Regions from separate parts of the Sus scrofa genome. Here region 1 is linked to region 2. A link is a contact called in public Hi-C data. All regions are on one chromosome and are shown on one strand. Each heading gives the region's core, a stretch centred on a gene start, on an enhancer-like site or on the middle of the called end of the contact. The rest is flanking DNA. Distances are from core to core; before and after follow the strand shown. Region 1 has its middle 9.0 kb from the start of MIR21. Region 2 has its middle 53 kb from the start of PTRH2.

What was found. Hi-C and Micro-C count contacts between places; a contact is called where the count stands out from the background.
Region 1: a Hi-C map of retroperitoneal adipose tissue shows a contact between it and region 2, with 1.7 times the contacts expected there. The contact joins two enhancer-like sites. A contact is called at or near these places in 14 of 47 Hi-C or Micro-C datasets (adipocytes, alveolar macrophages, blood and 8 more) and 2 of 2 datasets of contacts at active chromatin or transcription factors (alveolar macrophages and skeletal muscle).

What each region holds. Positions count from the first base shown.
Region 1 is chr12:36,054,962-36,057,661 of Sscrofa11.1, forward strand. No RefSeq gene overlaps it. Among named protein-coding and RNA genes, the nearest start is that of MIR21, 9.0 kb to the right of the region's middle. Within about 2 kb of position 1,305, at least 24 of the 83 cell types and tissues checked have an H3K27ac peak or open chromatin away from gene starts, as enhancers often do. A contact at or near this core is called in alveolar macrophages, retroperitoneal adipose tissue and subcutaneous adipose tissue, where this site is marked.
Region 2 is chr12:35,984,815-35,987,514 of Sscrofa11.1, forward strand. No RefSeq gene overlaps it. Among named protein-coding and RNA genes, the nearest start is that of PTRH2, 53 kb to the left of the region's middle. Within about 2 kb of position 1,412, at least 11 of the 83 cell types and tissues checked have an H3K27ac peak or open chromatin away from gene starts, as enhancers often do. A contact at or near this core is called in alveolar macrophages, retroperitoneal adipose tissue and subcutaneous adipose tissue, where this site is marked.

The sequences.
Region 1 (2,700 bases), core at 55-2,554, 70 kb after region 2:
CCTGCCTCCCCTCCTGAGCAGTCTACCTTAGGAGGAAAGTTTTTTTTTTTTTCATTTGTGGCCCAATCTATCATTGTTGAATCAGGCCAAGAGTCTGAGATCCATTCTGAGTCACTATGAACAGAGTTCTAGTATTGGTCAGGCCCTGGGGAAACTGGTGGTTAAATACTGTGAGAATCTTTATCAGACAGGAAATGACAACTCATTAAAATACTAACCGTTAAGCCTGTTTAGATCATGGCCCAGTGGGGGCAGGGGGTGGGGGGTGGGGGGGAGTGGTATTTAACTCTACAGTGTGTGACTAAAATGTGCACATTTCTGAAAACAAAGAATTATATATAAGACTCTTATCAAGAAAGGGAATTGCTAGTCCATCTTGTTACTGAAATTCTACCATACTGTCATTGCCTTTTGTTCAGAAGATAGATCTGGCGTGACATGGAGGTGGGATAGGGAGGGACTTTTATTCATCCCTGAAAATGTATTCTGCTAGTACTTAATTGTAAAATTCAGTCTCTAGCAAAGTAGTCTTTTAGCTTCAGTCTAGAAGAATCTGTTCAGGGCTCTACTCCTCTGCTCCTACACCTACACCAGATCTCAATTGAGAGAAGCATGCTCTGGAGTCAGGGGATAAATTTGATTTATTGATTTACATAAGAGTGATCCTCACTCAAATAAGAAAATTCTAAAGAACCACATATTCATTTAAAACATAAATGTAAGTTTCCCTTGGGGCGCAAGATTTCAGTCTCTTGAGGTTTGGCTATTCAGATTCTTAAAGGCCCTCTTTTATAGTGGCCCTTAAGGATGGAAGGATGCAGGAAAAAGAGAATCTGGATCTTTGGAGAAACAGCTTTCTTTTTCTATAATATGTTACCCAACAGTTTTGCATTGAGTTGGTCTGCTAACTAAGCCTTAAGATGTTTTTGACCTTTGGGGAACAAAGCATAGTATTTTTACCCCGGCAGTTTAGTTTCATGGTCTAAACCAGTGGTCTCCACCACCAGAGCAGGACTAAAATAGAACATCTATTTGTATTTATCTTCATCTTTGTTATTTTCCTCTTTGTGTATTTTTGTAATGTATATAACATAATTATAGTAGCATATACATATATATAAATATATGTAATTTATACACACATGGAGGATATAACTTACTCTCTTTTATTGGCACTCCCTCAATCCACATGTCAGAAGATCACAAATCATGGATTACAGAAATAGGATAGGATAAGAGAAGGAGTTCCACAACAGAAAGGGGCTTACAGTGGGCATGATGTGATATATTATGTTTTTTTAATACCCCATTAATCAGAAATATTTGCTAATGATAGCATGAAAGCCATCATAATTAGTAAGTAAATGTTTAAAGAGTTCATCTTTGTTCCATCCTTTTTAACTTGTATTTGTGTATTTTGTTATTTGTATAAGCAGTATATCCATATATCAAAAATGTTTGCAGACCATTGGTCTAGTTCCTCTGCCCTTGAAAGCTGCTTTTGGTAGTATCAAGAAGTACCAGCCATCAGTATTCTGTAAAAGATCTCCAGAGTCTTCAAAAGATCTCTATAATGCTCTCTGAATTATAGCAGCAGTTAGAATTAAATCCTTCTCTTCCCCTTGAAAACTACCTCTGACTTGAATCCTATTCTGAAAACATTTTCTCATATTCATAAGCTTTCAGTGGTTCGACTAATCACACCCTGATTTAGACGTTCTAGATAATCAGAGGGCTGTTAAATAAATCATCCTCAAAGTACTGCACAAATAGTGAAACAAATGTAAAAAACAAACCATTTTGCCCATACTTTCTTTTTCTAAGGTGAAGGCTTTATTGTCCTATAGATAGCCTTATTAGGCAGACAGTATGTTTCTAGAAAGCCAATAATATAACATACATGATCGCATTAATGCTAAAATCCTCAAAAAAGTAGTTAAAGAAAGGAGCAGAGCCTATATTAAACATTTACTTTATTAATACCTGATTGATTCCGTTAGGCATTTTAACTGTTTAACCTTTATATAGGCCCTGTATAAATAGGGCTAAACAACAAGATAAATCAAGTTTTCGTTAATTTTGTTACCTCTGTGTTATTTAGTACTGTGCCCCGGTTTTGTGATGGCATAGAGTACTAAAAACACACATCTGGCTGGAAAAATCCAAACAGAATAACGAACAGGAAAATTTCAGGTCTGTAACAGCAAGTCCTAGTTTGATGACTGTCTCCACGACGGAGATGAATTCAAAGTAAATCATATGGTGTGTTTTTTATATCTGGTGAATCAATTTGAAAGTTACATAATTTGAAAGGAGTCCCTTGAAAATAGAATAACAATGACCGATGACTTTTTGGACCGGGTGTATGTATGCTCAGGATTAACCAACAAATGAAAATTGAAGCTTTGTGGAAAACTGGTGTAATCACATCACCCACTCTATTCAGACTCTACCAGTTGTGATACTTCCTCTGGAAGGTTTTCTGGCTTTTTGTGGGAATAGAATGCAGACCTTTATTTATAATGGGGAGAGTTTAAAATATAGATTTCTTATCATATAAATGATTTCCAGAAAGTCACATATACATTAAAAACTTCAGAAAAATAATAGATTTTGTTTGCATACTGGTGGGCCCTTGACCGAATTTTGCAAAGAAGGCTGTCTTGTTTCTGTTTTAACACATACTTAGGTGTACAAGCA
Region 2 (2,700 bases), core at 162-2,661:
TGTAGCCACCGGCCTACGCCAGAGCCACAGCAACGCGGGATCCGAGCCGCGTCTCCAACCTACACCACAGCTCATGGCAACGCCGGATCGTTAACCCACTGAGCAAGGGCAGGGACCGAACCCGCAACCTCATGGTTCCTAGTCGGATTCGTTAACCACTGCGCCACGACGGGAACTCCTGTTATTTTTTTATACTTTATATTTCTTTCCTCATTGCGTTTATGTTTTCCTTTATTTTATTTTATTTTATTTTATTTTATTTTTTTGTCTTTTGAGGGCCGCACCCGTGGCATATGGAAGTTCCCAGGCTAGGGGTCTAATTGGAGCTGTTGCTGCCGGCCTGCAGCACAGCCACAGCAACAGCAGATCTGAGCCCTATGCCACAGCTCATGGCAATGCCAGGTCCTTAACCCACTGATCGAGGCCAGGGATTGAACCCACAACCTCATGGTCCCTAGTCGGATTCGTTTCCGCTGCGCCACAACAGGAACACCTATGTTTTCCTTTAAATCAGATTTCAGCAGACTTTTTCTGTAAAATGCCATATAGTGAATGTTTTAGATTTGATAGGTTATAGAATCTCTGTCAGAGCTACTCAGTTTTGCCATTGTAGCACGGAATTAGCCAGAGACAGTAAATAAATGAATACACATGGCTCCACTCTTTGAAACATTATTTATAAAACTGAATTTGGCCCATGGGCTGATGTTTGCCAACTGCTGCTTTAAAACTTTGAACATATTTGTAGTCTGTTTTTATGTCATTCTCTGCTAATTTCATAATCTGTGACATTTCTGGGTCTGTTTCAGTTGATTAATGTTTGGGATATGGGTCATATTTTCCTGCTTCACATATCTGGTTATTTCTTTTGGATGCTGGTGTGTGGTACCGCAGTGTAGATTGTATGGATTTTGTTATCTTCCTTTATACAGTGTCAGTTTTTTGTTTTGAGGAGCAGTTAAGTTACCTGTGGATCTTCTTGATCTATTTAAGGCTCTTTGAAAAACCTCATTATGGTTTATTTAGAGTAGCTTTTACTCTAGGCTCTTTTCGAGGTCTTCTCTGAATGCTGAGTTGAAGTTCAGATGTTTCCCAGTCCTATATGAAGTCTAGTGATTGTTCAACTTACAACCCCCTGTTAGTTGTACTTTGGCCTTGTGGAATCTCATCGTAGCATGCAATGCCCCTTTGTATGCCAGAGTCTCAAGGACACCCACATGCATGTACAGACCTTTCTCTGCATAGCTCCCTCTTCACTGCAAAGCTCCCACTTTAACCCACTCAGCACCCCCTAAACTCATATTTTCTTCTCAGTGCAGCAAGACCCTCATGCTTTTCTTGGGGTCTTCCTTTTTGGCCATGGATTTTGCTGCTGGCACAGAATATGTCTACAGGTGGAAAGCCAGAGTCATTGCAGGGCTTCCTCATTTGTATTGCTTCTCTCAGCAGCCAGAAGTTCTGTACTTCCTGTGGTATAGTGTCTGAAAAAAAGAACTGTTCTATATATTTTGTTTAGTTTTCCAGTTATTTACAGGAATGAAAGTCCGTACCAATTACTTCATAACATGAGGCAGAAAACCCTTAGTTATAGGCTAGAATCTCTAAGACCATACATATCAGTAACCTGCATATTCCTAGGAGAGCTGGAACTTCCTGCCCAGTACATTGTGCTATTTTTATGTTTTTGGGTGGATCTGTCCAGGTAGCCTTTCCTACTTATCCTACAGCTGTTTGTCATTATCCCTTGTTTCTTCATTTAGTTTGGTTTAAAGATGATTCTTGGAGTACCCGTTGTGGCTCAGTGGTCACAAACCCAACTAGTATCCATGAGTATGCGGTTTCAATCCCAGGCCTCCCTCAGTGGGTTAAGTATCTGGTGTGGCTGTGAGCTGTGGTGTAGGTCACAGACACGGTTCTGATCCTGCGTTGCTGTGGCTGTGGCTGTGGCCAGTAGCTGCAGCTATGATTCGACCCCTAGGCTGGGAACTTCCATATGCTGCATGTGTGGCCCTAAAAAAGGAAAAAAAAAAGTGATTCTTTAATATTATAGTAGGAATTATAGGTTTTAGAACATAGCCTAAAAAGGTAGTTTGAGTGTGTGTAACTTAAATTTCTCTAAATCAAAATGATTATTTTTAATTTCGTATTTGGATTTTTCATGTAAACTAATATTTCTGTTAAGTCTGTTGTATTTAGGAACCATTAACCTGTAATGTTGAAAGGAACTTGTTAGGTTTCCTATCAGTTAATATAGTTTAAACTAAAATGTCAAGGGTACAGGTTAAATGGGCTCTTAAGAATGAACAAAGGACAAGAAGCTGAGTTGTTCATTTTGTCTGGGAACCACCACATCTGCATCTAAGGCTGAGTAATTATGACTTACTAGTGTGGTTATGGAAAGTATATATCAGTTTAATGGTGTGAACCGCCCTTTCTTTGGGGAAAATGTTCTCATCAGAGTGCTGAAAGTACCCCTTTTTAGAATGACTTAAAAATAAAACCATGCGTAAGTCTTTTATCTTGTTGGATAACGTGTTTAATCTGTTGGGGGTGCATATTTTCTCTATATTTCTGGAACAGAAATGTAGTTTTTTCCTTCCTGTATATCCCAGAAATCTCATTATTTTAGTGTCCAGGACAGTTCAATTTTTGTTCGCCTTGAGTTCATTTCTTGAGGACAGTCGTATGGGAATATCATGG